Regions from separate parts of the Sus scrofa genome. Here all the other regions are linked to region 2. Evidence: chromatin contacts called from public HiChIP or PLAC-seq data. All regions are on one chromosome and are shown on one strand. The core of a region is the stretch at or near the end of the contact, and the rest is flanking DNA. Distances in the headings are between cores, read along the strand shown.

Region 1 (5,054 bases), core at 1,579-4,078, 270 kb after region 2:
CTGTGTCCAGGTTCTGGGCGGGCTGAGGAGGAGGAAGATCGGGATGAAGGCATCAAACAGGCCATGAACCATTTTGTTCAGGAGAATGGGACCCTGCGGGCCAAGCCCACGGGCAACGGCATCTACATCAATGGGCGGGGGCACCTGGTCTGACCCAGGCTTGCCTCCCTCCCCTAAGCCTGGCTCCCTCTGCTGACGTGGAAGAGTTCAGCTTATCCCCAGGGGAGCCTCCCTAAACACTCCTTTCTCGAGTAAGATGCTCCCCATCCCACTGACTGCTCGACCTTTTCCTCCAGCCCTTCTGTTAGATGATGGAAGGGCTCTCCTGGTTGAGTCTCTCCCACAGTGCGTGCAGGTCACTGTGTGTGTGTCTGTGCTTGTGTGAATATTCTCTGACTGTGTATGTGAGTGTGCAGGAGGATATGTATGCCTGTGGTGTGCATCATGCTGTCACGTCAGAGTCCACGTGAACTGTGGTGTATGTGCCACAGGATTCCGTGGCTGCATGGAGAACGCCATAGGGGATTGGTTTGTGTGTCGTGTGGCTGTGTGACCTTTGCCTGTAAAACAGGTGTTCTCCTCAGACCCCAGAGCAGTATTAATGATGCAGAGGTTGGAGGCGGGAGGTGGAGACTGTGGGCCAGATCCAGGTGTGCGGGCATAGCTGGAGCTGGAATCTGGCCTCCTGAGTCAGGGAGCCGGGCTCCCATCACTTGGGAGCCGTTGGGGCAAGTGTGAAGCAGCAGGCCTAGGGGGTCTGCCAGGGGCTCAAACTGTTACAGAAGAAGGCCTCTGCCCTCTGGTGGCCTCTGGGTCTGCTGCATGTACATATTTTCTGTAAATAAACCTGCACAGGGGAGCTTCTTTAAGGAATACTGCCCCCAGTCCCCTAATAAGAGAAGAGACTTTAAAAAAAAAACAAAAACATTCGATTCACCTGGATGTTTATTATTACAAGAATCGCTTAAAGTGACATCAGCCTACACAGGAATTCAGCAAAGCTAGATCTTGCTCAGGCCTCACCTCAGGGGGTTAATTCCTGTGGTTCTGAACAGTGCCCCCTCTAAGGCATCTTAATCTAGGCAGACTCTTGGGAGGGAACTAAAGAGCTGGAGGGGTTTGAAGGAGGGGCGCGCGCCCCACTGTTATTGGCTGTGGGTGGGCAGGTAGTGTCCGTAGCCCTCGTGGCTCCTTGGCTCTTCCCCTAGCCTCAAGTTTTCTTAGTTGTAGCCATGGTTGTTTGCGGTCCCTTGTTGAGGGGGTGGCTGGGACTTGGTGACAGTCCCTGGTTCAGTCGCGGGAGAGGGGAGAGAGAATAGGGATTCTAGACCAAGGGAGGGTGGGAGGTCAGGTGAGGTGAAGGAGCTGCTGAGGCAAGGATGTCTCCTTTCCTTGGGGTCTCGGGCTCACTAACTTGGGGCTCTTCCAGCCGTTTCTCTGGGGAGCAGGCTGGGGTTAGAGAAGTCCCACCAAATACATTTAACCAGAATATCTAGATGTAGTGCCCAAACCCTGCTCGGCCTGAACACTGCTGGATTTCTGGACCAAAGGAGAGCCTCCCATCCCCTGCTCCCCAAGCCATCCCAGGATTTTGGATGTGGAACTAGAAGGTACAGAATTCTAGTATGTACATTTTGTGTAAATATGTGCATATGTGTACATAAAATGATATTCTGTTTTTAAATAAACAGATAAAACCTGTTCTTTCTGGTTCCTGTCTTGCTCCCTGAACTGTGCAAGTCCTGAAAGTCTGTACTCTCTGCCTCGGTACCATCCTTCCAGTGGTCCAAATAAGGGAGGAGTTAGGATGCCTGGAACAGGGATGAACAGGGGAGAGAAGGGGCCTCCACAAGACCTTCAGCCATCTCTCAGAGTCCCTAGGTAGGAGCTAGGACTCCTTCCAAGATAAGCAGTGCCTTAGTTGGCAGTATTTTACATCCTGTATTGCACTGGAGTCTGTGACAGGCCTGGAAAGTAGACAGCAGTATATACTTTTTTACAGGCAAAGAACCAGAAACTCAAATGAGTTCCACAGAAAGCTAGAATTGGGAACACATTTATTTATTTATTTTTGTTTCTGCTTGTCTCTCAGGGCTGCACCCAAGGCATATGGAAGTTCCCAGGCTAGGGGTCGAATTGGAGCTGCAGCTACACCACAGCCATCGCAATGCCAGATCTGAACCACATCTTCAACCTAGCTACACCACAGCTTATGGCAACGCTGGATGCTTTAACACACTAAGTGGGGCCAGGGATCGAACCCGAATCCTTGTGGATACTAGTCAAGTTTGTTACTGCTGAGCCACAACGGGAACTCCCAGAATTGGAAGGATTTAAAGATCATCTAGTTCACTCTCTTCATTTTTTACTTTTGGCCATGGCTGAGACATGCAGATGTTCCTGGGCCAGGGATCAAATCCTGCCACAGCTGCCACGCGAGCCACACCAGCGACAATGTTAGATCCTCAACCCACTGAGCCACCAGGGAATTCCACTGTCTTCCTATTTTAAATATGTGTGGAAACTGAGGCTCAGCGGAGTAACGTGACTTGACTGAGACTACAGGCCATCAGGTGCAGAGCCTGGGCATCCTGCCTCCTGGGTGTGCCCTGAACAGCCCTGTGTTGCTCTGCTCCTAAGCAAGTCTCTGGTCTCCACCTCAGACCCTAGAATTCTGATCTCCAAGGGTGTCAGTCACCTGCTCACGCTCCAGGCGCTACCACCCCACCCTAGGGCTCTGACATCACGTCCTCTTGACCAATGAGCGAAGGCCCAGCAATGGGTGAGGATGTGAATGTCAGCTACCTCCCCCACCCCAGCCCTGTGGTTGCAAAGATGCTCTAACAGGAAGTGGGTTTAAGGAGCTGCACAGCTTCCTGCCCCTCCAGGGCTGAGTGGGGCGAGAAGGGCGAGTGCCAGGCCCGGCCACGAGACACAGCTTTTTGCCAGGGTCCTGGCAGCTTCCTCTTCCACAGCTACTTCCGTGTGGCCGGGGCCCCAGAGGCAGGAGCTGCTGTCCGTTGCCCAGGCCACCCTCCACCCCCCAGTTCGGAGCCCTGCCCCCTGGGGCCGGGCCAAGCCCAGAGGCTGGCTTGGGATCCCATGGGGGACCAGTAGGGCAAAGGTCTTGGGGGACAGAGGTGGCTGGGCCAGAGCCCTGGGGCTCCGGCCATGAAGTCTCGGCAGAAAGGAAAGAAGAAGGGCAGCTCGAAGGAGCGGGTGTTTGGGTGTGACTTGCAGGAGCACCTGCAGAACTCAGGCCAGGAGGGTAAGGAGGCCAACCCGGAGCTGCTGTTGGGTGGATGGGGAGGCACGGAGCTTCTCCAGCCTGATCCAGTCTGAGGGTACAGAAACAGTGCCCAGAAGTTCACGGAGAAGGGGCAGGGGCTTGGGGTTACCCCCAGGAGACTGATTAACGGGCGAGGCAGGAAATGTGGCTCAGTGAAGAAGGCGCAGTAGCTCCCTTGTGTGACTAACTGGGGGTGAAGACTCTGAGGGACTCAGAGTGAGAACGGGGACACCAAGGCACCACTGAGAGGCGGGTATGGAGACACTGGAAACCCAGGAGAGGTCGAAGAAACGGAGGTGAGAGGGTGACAGCTGGGGACAGGAGAAGGAAGCTGAGATGACAGGGTCAGGAGATGAGAGGCGGAAGGGAGGGCAATGGAGGGTCCTTGGGTCTGAATGAAAGGAGGCGGGAGAAGGGCCTCTGGAGAGTCAGAGGATGGCACATGGGGACCACGGGGGTTTCTTGGTTAGAGGAGACGAAGTTAGGAGGCTCTGGTTCCTCTGCAGCCTTGCTGGGCCCCGGGTGAAGCTGTGGGGTGGGATAGTCCCCTCCCCCAGTCTCTCTGATTCTCTGGTTCTCCCTGAGCAAAGGAGAAACAGGTTCAAAGTGGAGGGTGAGGGAAGAAGCTGCTAAAATGGGGAAGAGCCGAAGAGTAGGAGAGACGGCCTGGGGCCCGGTTTGAAGGTGGGGGTGGAGGGCACAAGGAAAGGAGGATGGGTGTGGGGACTGCCTGTGGAGCTTGCCCAGCATCCTTCCTGAGTTACCTCGGAGGGGGCTTAGAAACCAGCAGGACCAGGGACATCTGCTCCACTGTGCTTGGTGTGGAGCAGACACTCAAAAACATTTCTTGATTTGATTTGGCACTGAACACAGGTATCCTGGCTGCCCACTCCAGCTTGTTTTTGGTACTTCGAGCTCCTCCCAAAGATGGGCACGATTTCCGCCCCCCCCACCGCACCCCCACCCCACCCCAATCTGTCATTTCCTCTTTGTCCTCTTCTCAGCTCTGGGCTGTGGCTCCCGGCAGTGGAGGGAGGGCGATGGTGGTTCCCAGCTCATTTCCTGCTCTTAGCCCCGCCCCTATGTCCCCAGACACCTCCTTCCCCTTTTCTCCCCCCCACCCCCAGAGGCCCCCATCCCCACTGGCCTCAGTTAAGGCAAAGGCCAGCCCCAACAAAGGGTGTTAGACAGCTGAAGTGGCTTCTCAGTGCCTTTCTTTTCTTCTGGGGCAGAGCCCAGCGGCTAGCCCAGGGCTGACACCTTTGCAAGGGATTCCTCTTGAAAGACAACTCTTGATCAAGGGCCACATGATTTAATTGGGGCTGATGTTCTTCCAGGTGTCTGCAAACCCTCAGTTCAGCCTCCTCATTCTGGTGTTGTCCTTTCCTGTGGCCCCCCTGCCAACCTCATTTTCAAACACTGAACTCATAGCTAGCCTAGATTCCAATCCTGCAACCCTTCCTGGGCTCTGTCCACATTCCTAGAAGGTGAAAGTCGTGTTCTCTGGAAGGGATAGACATCTGTTTCTGGGCCTGAATCCTGGTGAATCCCAGAGAGAGACAGAAGCACCTCCTACCCTTCACCAGAACCTCACTTGAGCCCAAGGGTGGAGGGGTATCCTGGGCAGCAGAGCAGCAGCGGCAGCCTTGCCCAGTTCCCCGTGACACAGACAGGTGGAAAGTGGAAGGACAGAGAGAGGCTGGTGATGGTTTCTCTCTTTAAGCCAAGACCCAGCAAAAATGAAAGCCCAGGAGTTCCCTCTGTG
Region 2 (4,650 bases), core at 1,847-4,346:
GTCATAAGACCTCCTCTCTCCCTGGGCTGTAAAAACAGACACCACCAAGCACCTGGGGCCACTCTCCCTAATTATCAGGAAGTCATATCTGATAATCATATTGCAGAGTCCATCTCATCTCAATACACTCTTCTTTCTTTTCACCTCACTATGCTGGAAAACTCTTCTTTCTAACCTGCGTGCACAGGCCACGACAATGAAGAATTGAGGGTAGAGCTGGAAAGAAAACTTACTTTTCTTTGTGTATACTTTGTCAAAACTTCAGCAACAGAAGTAAAACAAATGAAGTGTTTCTGTTGTGGTTCTGCAGTAACAATCCCAACTGGTATCCATGTGACGCAGGCTCAGTCCCTGGCCTCGCACAGTGGGTTAAGGATATAGTGTTGCTGTGAGCTGTGGGGTAAGTTGCAAACTCAGTTAGGATCCCACATTATTGTGGCTGTGGTGTAGCTCCCATTTGACCCCCAGGCTGGGAACTTCCATATGCCTCCGGTGCGGCCCTAAAAAGGAAAAAACAAAACAAAAAAAGTAAAACCAATGAATCATCAAAGTTGTAGTTAGCAAAAGTTTATTGTGCACAGAATGAAAAAGTTCACGAACCAGGAGCACTCAAACCAAAACATGGAGGAAAGGGATATAGCATCATCCCTGCACATCTGGGGGGGACTGGTCCCATGATCCCCACTCAGACACCAAAATCCTTGAATGCCAAAGTTCCTTATGTAATATGGTATAGTATTTGCCTCGAACCTACTCACATCCTCCCATATACTTAAAATCATCTCTAAATTACTTACAATATCTAATACGATGTAAATGTTATGTAAATAGCTGTAAATACAATGTAAATTCCATGTAAATAGTTGTTGGCTTGTAGGAAATTCAAATTTTGCTTTTTGGAACTTTCTGGAATATTTTTTTCTGAATTTATTTGATTCTTGCTTGGTTGAATCCAAGAATGTGGAACCCATGAATGTAAAGGGACAACTGTATTGTTATAAAGAAGCTTGTATTAGTGAGGAGGCAGTGACTGCTTATTTTTCAATGATTGGTTACAATATTAGAATTTTCTTAAGTGATAGGAAATTGGTTGGTGGTTACCTTACACTAATTTTGGGGAACAATTTAAGTTTTGCCTATGATTTCCAGAGGTATAAACAAGAAGTGACTCAGGACAAGTTAGCCTCCCTTGTCTTATAAAATAAGCTAAATTAAGCATTGCTTGTATAACTAAACTTGTTTTATCTGCTCAGGGAATTTTCAAAGCCAGTCTTCATTTGTTTTTTATTCTTTTTCTTTCTTTCTTTTTTCTTGTTTTAAACCTCTTTAGGGCCACACCCACAGCATATGGAGGTTCCCAGGCTAGGGGTTGAACTGAGCTGTAGCTGCTGGCCTATACCATAACCACACCCACGCCAGATCCGAACTTCATCTGCAACCTACACCACAGCGCACGGCAACGCCCGATCCTTAACCCACTGAGCGAGGCCAGGGATCAAACCTACAACCTCATGGTTCCTACTTGGATTGTTTTCACTGCACCCGGATAGAAACTCAGGGAACTCCTGTTTTTTATTCTAGCAGTTGTTTCCCCCTTCCAGTTTTATTGAGATATAATTGACATATAGCATTGTATAAATTTAAGGTGTACAGCATAATGATTGACTTACATCATGATTACCAAAATAAATGTAGTGAACACCCATTATCTCATATAGATATGAAATAAGATTTAAACATATATACACACACACACACACACACACACACACTTTTTTTTTTTTTTCTTTTCTGGCTGCCCCACAGCATATGGAGTTCCCAGTGCGAGGGATCAGATCTGAACTGCAGTTGCCAACTACTCTAGGCTGCAGCTACAGCTGTGGCAACTCCAGATCCTTTAACCCACAGTGCTATAGAGGGGGAATGGAACCTGCATCCTGGCACTGCAGAGATAATATCAATCGCAGTTCACAGCAGGAACCCTTTTTTTATTTTTTATTTTCTATCCCTCCTTTATTTCTCTGCCCCCACCCCTCTCTCCCTCAACCATCTGTTTGTGTTCTCTGTATGAATTTATATTTATATAAATTCATATTTAATTATATTCTATGTGAATTTATATTTTTATCACTTTTATATACTACCTTTTCAAAAACAATCCGTTTGTTTGTTTTGTTTTCTTTTTCAGCTGCATCCCCTGTGTATGGAAGTTCCTGGGCCAGGGATCCAATCTGAGCCGCAGCTGAGATCTACACCACAGATGCGGTAATGCAGGATCTTAACCAGCTGCAGCAGGTCTGGGAATAGAACCCCACATCAGCAGCGATCCAACTCTCTCGCAGAGACAACCCGATCCTTACTCTGCTGCTCCTCAAATGTTTTTACGGTTAAAAAAGAGAGAATTATCGTCATGGCACAGCAGAAAAGAATCCGACTAGGAACCATGAGGTTTCGGATTCAATCCCTGGCCTCGCTCAGTGGGTTAAGGATCGGGCGTTGCCGTGCGCTGTGGTGTAGGTCGCAGACGCAGCTTTGATCCCGAATGGCTGTGGCCCTGGCATAGGCTGGCGGCTACAGCTGCGATTGGACCCCTAGCCTGGGAACCTCCATATGCCGCAGGTGCGGCCCTAAACAAACAAACAAACAAACAAAAAAACATTGAGTAAACAGAAATGAGACGTGTATGTGGCATAATTTTAACTGAAAGTGTCAGAGCAATACAAACTGGAGTGGGGAGACAACTTGGAGCATGGTTGAAAAGAAAGACGCATTATCAAAAGAGCTGTCTAGTTATATAAAGGTGAGATTATAAATTTTCATTACAAAGACAAAACATGGACACATTAATGAAATGATAAAAACGCGCACTTCAAAATTAATTCGTTGCGTGGTGATTTCGCCTTCTTATTCCTGGGAGCGTCCAGGGGGCACCGAACCCCCACTTCCTCCGTTTCCGCAGGCTCCCAGGGCCACCATCGGGGCAGTGACCGAGCGAAAGCAGTTGCGCAGGAACCCCCAGACAGACCTGAAATCTGGGCCCATGGGCCAAGCGCGCTGACGTAGAGCCTGTCTCTAGGACACGAATTCTGCGCAAAGGCCAACTTCAGCGTCTTAACGGTGCAAACAGAGAATCCTAATACAAGGCCTGAAGCCTGGAGAAAAGGCGCGGCAGGCTTTCCCGGAAGTCTGAGGAGGCGGATTAGCCTCCGCCCTCCGACATCCCGCCCCGCGCTCGCCTACTCCGCCCAGCTTCTCGTCCGCGCGCCGCCTTCGATTCTCGCCTGCAAGTGTCGGGCCTTCCCCGTCATCAGGTTTGCGAACGGCCCCGCCCGCTGGTTTGTCTTGGCCACCTCGGTTGGGAACCTTCCCGCAAATCAGGCCTGAGTCAGGACCGGAAGCCTGTGAAGTGCTGATCGGTTCCCGACAGTGAGAGCACGAAGTCACGGTACCCATTTGGTGGGAGGGAAGTGGAGCACCGCCCAAGAAGCCTCCGGTTGGCATCTGGGGCTGGGCACCAGGAGCTGGAAATGACCCGGCCTTACTCCGAGGCGAGTGGTGATCCCATAGATCTGAACACCTCATAGCTCTGTGCGTGTTCCAGCTGGGTCGTGTTCACTCCAGGTCCTGATCTCCTCTCTGATCCTCTCATACCAACTATAGGCGTGCTGTTTAAAAGTGTTCTTATGGATGTGTCAACCAGGAAAACTCTGGTTCAACGGAGTTCAGCAGTTCTCTAATTAAATAGGTTTTGGGGTCTTTAATTTGCTAATATAAAAAAAAATGCTAATATACATTTTTTGGTCTTTTTTAAATTGAAGTGTAGTTGACTTACAATGTTGTGTTAATTTCTGCTACATAGCAAAGTGATTCAGTTATACATAATATAATCTTTCTCATATTCTTTTCCATTATGATTTACTACAAGGATATTGAATATAGTTCCCTGTGCTGTACAGCAAATTCTTGTTGTCTAGTTTATACATAATAAGCTTGTATCTGCTAATTCTATAGTCCTAATTTATCCCTCTACTACCCCCTTTCCACTTTGGTAACCATAAGTTTGGAGGTGTTTGTTTATATTTCTTTGTTTTGGGCATGCCCTCGGCATGCCTGGGTTCCTGATCCAGGATCAAACCTATGCCACAGAAGTGATGAGAGCCACAGCAGTGACAATGCCAAATCCTTAACCTGCTGAGCCACCAGGGAACTCTCCCAAAGTTTGCTTTCTCTGGAAGTTTTTTTCTGTGTTTCATAAATAGTTCATTTGTGTCATATTTGAGATTCCACATATAAATGACATCATATAGTTTTGCCTTTTTCTGACTTACTTCACTTAATACTCTCTAGGTCCATCCATGTTGTTGCAAATGGCATTATTTCATTTTTTTATTTGGCTGAGTAGTAGTCTAGGGTGTATCTATACCACATCTTCTTTGTTAATTCCTTTCCCAGTGGGTATTTAGGTTGCTTCAATCTTGGCTATTGTAAATAGTCCTGCTGTGAAAATTGGGATGCTTGTATCTTTGCAAATTAGAGCTTTCATCTTTTCCAAGTATATGCCCAGGAGTGGGACTGCTGAATTATATGATAGCTCTATTTTTAGTTTTTTAAGAAAGTTAAAAAACTAAACAGCAAAAGCTTTTGGTTGTT
Region 3 (4,913 bases), core at 237-2,736, 290 kb before region 2:
TCATCATAAAAGCAGTCATTACAGCCACACTTCGACTGACTCCTGCATGACTGAAAAAGAAATCTTTAAAACAAAATAGCAAATAGCAGCAATTAAAAAAACAAAAACTTTCAGCTCCTTCTTAAGGGTAAAGTTCAGGTCCACTTCTTGTCTGCTTCTTCTACTCAAACGAACCCTCTGCCTCTGAAATACTACCACTGTACAAAAGAATTATCCCTTTTTTTCCTTATTCCTTTTGAATTCTGAACCTCGAGAATGTACCATCTATTCAAAAATAATTACACTAGTTTTTCAAAATTTTATAATGGCTTCGGAACAAATCTAAATTCCTTTGCTCTTGGAGTTAAGGGCCCTGGAGATCTGGTCCCAGATTTCTTTCCAATAGTATTACTACCTTCACTGCTTTGTGTAATATTTAGAACAAACGCTGGCACAAAGTAAAGGCATCAGCTCAATAAACAAACTATTATTACTGCACTTTTTGCCGTTGCTATCACGCACACTGTCTTTCCCCGAGGCATGGCTTAGGAATCATTTACATCCTAACCGATTTATCCTGTCCATCAGCCATCCCCTGCCTGAAACAAAAACAGTGAAAATAATCTGCTCTTCCTCTTAAACTTGCATAACCTCTCCTGCACTGCATCACAATAATCTGGGTAAGGGTCTGGCTTCTCCTAGAGAGCTTTAAACGCTTAAGAGCAGGGACTTTGTCATTTATCTGACGATTCCTCCTAACCTCCAAAAAAAAAAAAAACAAAAACAAACCTCGGCGGCTGCATAAGGTACCAACACAAACTAGAACAAATGAAAGCCTGCACGCCATCAGGGGCTGCCTCTTGCCCACTTCTCTCTCTACGACACAGGTCTACGAAGGAGAGAGTTGAAGGACGTTCTAGCTACCTGACAGCCCCTTCGTCCTCTTCTGAGGCCTCGGAGAAAAAAAGGTGAGGGGGACAGGCTGGAAGCGAGGCGGGGCTGCTCTCCCCACAGACCAGGCCACTCACCAGTGCACTAGCACCGCTCGGCCCTCAGCGCGGGCCTGGCTGATGAAAGCCAAGCACCGGTCCAGATGGCTGAGCAGGTCGGTCTCGGGTTTGTCCAGCGCTGGCACGAAGAGACTCCGTAGACCCTCGACCCCAGCCCCTGCCTTAAAGTCGGGCTCCTCCGAGTCCACCGTCAGCACAGCCGTAATGCCTGCCTCTTTCAGGTGGTTGGGCTCTGCGATGGCCGCGGCTCCACCCAGGAACAACCCCGGTCGCACTTCCAGCATCTGCCCGTCGGAGCTGGATGGGCTCTGCCCGCGGAAAGCGTCCTCGCCGCCATGGCTCTTATCCTGAGTCTCCAACATGGCCGCGCCCAGAGGCCAGGATGCTGCTTGCCCTACCATCGGGTAGATGGCTGGCTAGAACGTCTTTCCTCTGGGCCCGCTGGGCCTGAGTTGCTCAGTGGCTCCATCGGAGGACCACGTCGACTTCGGGAATGTGCGCTGACTGGGGAAAGTGACATTACTGCGGCTTGGCTGGAGCTAAACCCCATTAAAAGAAGCTTCTCCGCCACTCCCCCAGTTTGGTGGTAGAGGATAAATCAACCCAAATACAAGAGTTCTCAGGCGCTTAGTGTTGAGATTTTCTGGACTTTCTGCAGGAGCAGAAGATGGATTCAAATTGAAATGATAGTTCCATCAACTGAATCAGAAACACATATTTATGCATTTCAAGTAAAACGTTTTTTCAATGCTCATGAAGCCATTTCTTTATTGTTCTTCCCTGTGACTGCTTTCCCTTTTTTTCTTTTTTCCTAGTTGCTTACGGTATGTTAATCCTTTTCTTGTCAATGTATACTATTCTATATATTAATCTCATGATTTTGTGTGTCAGTGCCCTCCAGCTAAAGACCACCAAGTATATATATATGAAAAATATTGAAAGATATATATTGAACAGTTAACTGGTTATTTCTGGGAGCTGACATGAGGAGACTTACATGATACACTTTATACACTTCTTTCTATATATTTTTAATTTTTTTCAACCAGTATTATTAAAATTATTCACTGTTAACAATCATAGATATTTACATTCTGGAAAAATAGAAAAAATTTAAGGATTCATCTCCTGGACATTTTATTAAGGAATCCTAATCATTCCCTTGGCTTTAGTTTTCTCTTGGAAATGAGCTTTTCTTTCTCAAATCCTTAAAATGAATATAAGTTCCTACAAGGATGGGAGTAGGACATACTTCTGAATTTTTATGGAATACCCCATGCAGTGAATATCTGTATCTGGGTGAATAATAGGAATATCTCAATTCCTGAGGCTTGTCTATTACCTGCTTCTGTATTTATAATCTTAGCCACTAGGTGGCACCATGTGCCCTTTTACGATATATTTTCCGTACCTCCGTTGAAATACGGAAAAATTAATCTGTCTACTGATTCCCCCCACCCCCAAAAAAGCAGAATGTTAGTCCCAGGGAAGGAAATTTGTTTTTTGTTTGTTTGTTTGTTTGTTTTTGTTTTTGTTTTTGGAGAAGGAGCGGGGTTGCTTCCTGTCAAAGAGAGGAGAAGAGGCTCTATGTCTTAGCATTGGTCGGTGCACCCGCACACATGCACTGCTTATCTGCTCATTTTATCGGAAGCAAGCCTACAACATTGATAAACATGAATTAAGCAAAAATTCTAAGATATAGCCAAGTATGTGGTGGCTTGCATTTTAAGAAGACACCCACTCATTTTATGAATGGCTTAATTACGTGAGAATACACATCACCTGGCCTTCCTGTTCTTTGGTTTTTTCATCTTTGTGACCACAAGCATGATTTACCACTTTCATCTTTAAAAATATTTGCTGTAAGTGCCATCCGTGATAATATCCGTGCTGAGCAATAAGCAGGGAAATTTCCCCTCTTTTGCCCCATTGCCTCCCCATCATGGCCCAAAGTTAAGTTCCTCTTTCTATCCCCAGCATGTTGCCCAAGCCCTCCTACACCCAATAATTATCAGTATATGGTTGCTAAATGATTACCAATTATGTTTTGGTTATTTGTTTGTTTTTAAGGGCCGTACCCACGGCATATGGAATTTTCCAAACTGGGGGTCTAATGGGAGCTACAGCTGCCAGCCTACACCACAGCCACAGTGACATGGGATCCAAGCTGCATCTGCAGCCTACACCATAGATCATGGCAATGCCGGATCCTTAACCCACTGAGCAGGGCCAGGGATGGAACCTGCATCCTCATGTATCCTTGTGGGGTTTGTTAACCACTGAGCCATGAAAGACACTCCACCATTTATGCTCTTAAAGGGACTTAAGATCTAGAACAGTTATGAAGATACACATGAAATATACTTTAAGCTCCCAACTTAAAATGTTGAGAAAAAATATAAGTGAGTAGTAATAACATAATTCTATTATTTTGTCTGTGTTCATGAGAAGGTGGATACCTAGGAGTTCCTGCAGGTTAAGGACCCTGTATTGCCGCAGCTGTTCGGATTCAGTCCCTGGCCCTGGGAGCTTCCATATGCCAGAGGTGTGGCCAGAAGAAAAAAGGTGGATACCTAGAAAGTGATGAGTTCAGATTTGGTCCTGTCTTTGAAGGGCACAGTCTGAAGTCAGAGAAAACCTAAGTCTGAATCCCCATCTGCTTCTGACCATGTTACCTACCAATATGTGATCATGTGTCTTCAGAAAGTTGTATGATTTCTCTAAGCTTCGGTTTCTTCATCTACAAAATGGGAGTAATTATGGCCATACTGCAGAGTTCTGATAAGAATTAACTTAACAACATGTCGTCTTAGTGGGAGAAAGAAATCCTAAGCTGAACCATTGCATCAGAAGCAGCTCGGAGAGGATACAGTGCAGGAGAGGATGCGTGCAATGAGGGAGAAAAGGCTATAGATGGCTTGTCCTGAGGAAGCTGCTGAGCAGAAATGAATCATTGAGTGTGATCATCCATGAATTCAGTGGTCATGAGACTTAGAAGAAAGTGGATCCGAACTATCTACGCAACTATAACCACATCCTGAGGTCCACTTAGTTTAGAAGTGTCCTCCCTAGAATGGCACCTGTTGTCAAGATTCTTGGGAATAACTTCAGCTTCATGAAACCTGGGAACACAGATAACACCCTTGTTATGTCAAGGACAACTCCTGCCTTACTCCCAACTGTGCCTTCCAATCACCCCCAACATTTGCAAACTCATCACATTGGGGCTACCATCTGAGAAACACTGGGGCAGGAACTGGTTGGTGACAGTTGGGTTGTGCTCAGTTCCTTTTTTGACTCAAAGAGAAACTGGTAAACCAAAAAAAAGAGTCAGATGAGTAGAGCAAAGGAGACCACAGATGTTCCCTGTTCCATGTCAAGGGTTTGGTGGGTTACATTTTGCAGAACTCCTCTCCTTCCATCCATCACCAGAAAAACAAAATACAGAGAATGGTCACAGTTCCCCCTTCCCAATGTCACAACCTTTGGAGCTCTCTTGCGTAAACATAGTCCAGTGTGTTGTAGTGGAAAGAGCTCTGGACTTGTATGCACAAGTCCTAGACTTAAGTTCTGGTTCTCTCATGTAATGGTTGTATAATTTGGCCAAGCCAGTTAGTGTCCCCATTAAAAAAAAGCAATATTCATAATGCCTGCCCTGACATTCCCTAAATGTCTTTAAACTATACAAATCAGAAATCCTATAAACTTTTGGTCAGTCCACAGAATATTCCTAAAACCTTTTCAAATCTGTTCCTTGACCCTCCTTACTACCAAATATACTCTGCTGCTGCTTCTAAGTATGCTTCACATTCACTATCTCACCTCTTCCAAGATACATTTCTTTGTTCACACCTACTAGTAATTTATACATCCTCAGCCACGAGAACTGAAAACAAAGATGGGCTATTTACGAACATTCAAGTT

Evidence for each region. HiChIP or PLAC-seq counts read pairs in DNA pulled down with a chosen protein or histone mark.
Region 1: an H3K27ac HiChIP or PLAC-seq map of alveolar macrophages shows a contact between it and region 2. The contact joins the promoter of ARHGAP30 here to the promoter of CFAP126 in region 2. A contact is called at or near these places in 1 of 47 Hi-C or Micro-C datasets (embryonic fibroblasts) and 1 of 2 datasets of contacts at active chromatin or transcription factors (alveolar macrophages).
Region 3: an H3K27ac HiChIP or PLAC-seq map of alveolar macrophages shows a contact between it and region 2. The contact joins the promoter of DUSP12 here to the promoter of CFAP126 in region 2. A contact is called at or near these places in 1 of 5 promoter capture datasets (liver), 7 of 47 Hi-C or Micro-C datasets (alveolar macrophages, embryonic fibroblasts, heart right ventricle and 4 more) and 2 of 2 datasets of contacts at active chromatin or transcription factors (alveolar macrophages and skeletal muscle).

What each region holds. Positions count from the first base shown.
Region 1 is chr4:89,372,658-89,377,711 of Sscrofa11.1, forward strand. ARHGAP30 (rho GTPase-activating protein 30) reads left to right here and starts at 2,829. Exons shown (of 11, transcript XM_021089545.1): 1 at 2,829-3,268. NECTIN4 (nectin-4) reads left to right here. Exons shown (of 7, transcript XM_021089537.1): 7 at 1-1,701. The coding sequence ends at 153.
Region 2 is chr4:89,104,952-89,109,601 of Sscrofa11.1, forward strand. CFAP126 (protein Flattop) reads left to right here and starts at 3,097. Exons shown (of 7, transcript XR_001308305.2): 1 at 3,097-3,311.
Region 3 is chr4:88,817,027-88,821,939 of Sscrofa11.1, forward strand. It overlaps DUSP12 (dual specificity protein phosphatase 12), which reads right to left and starts at 1,487. Exons shown (of 6, transcript XM_001924537.5): 1 at 1,008-1,487; 2 at 1-50. The coding sequence starts at 1,390.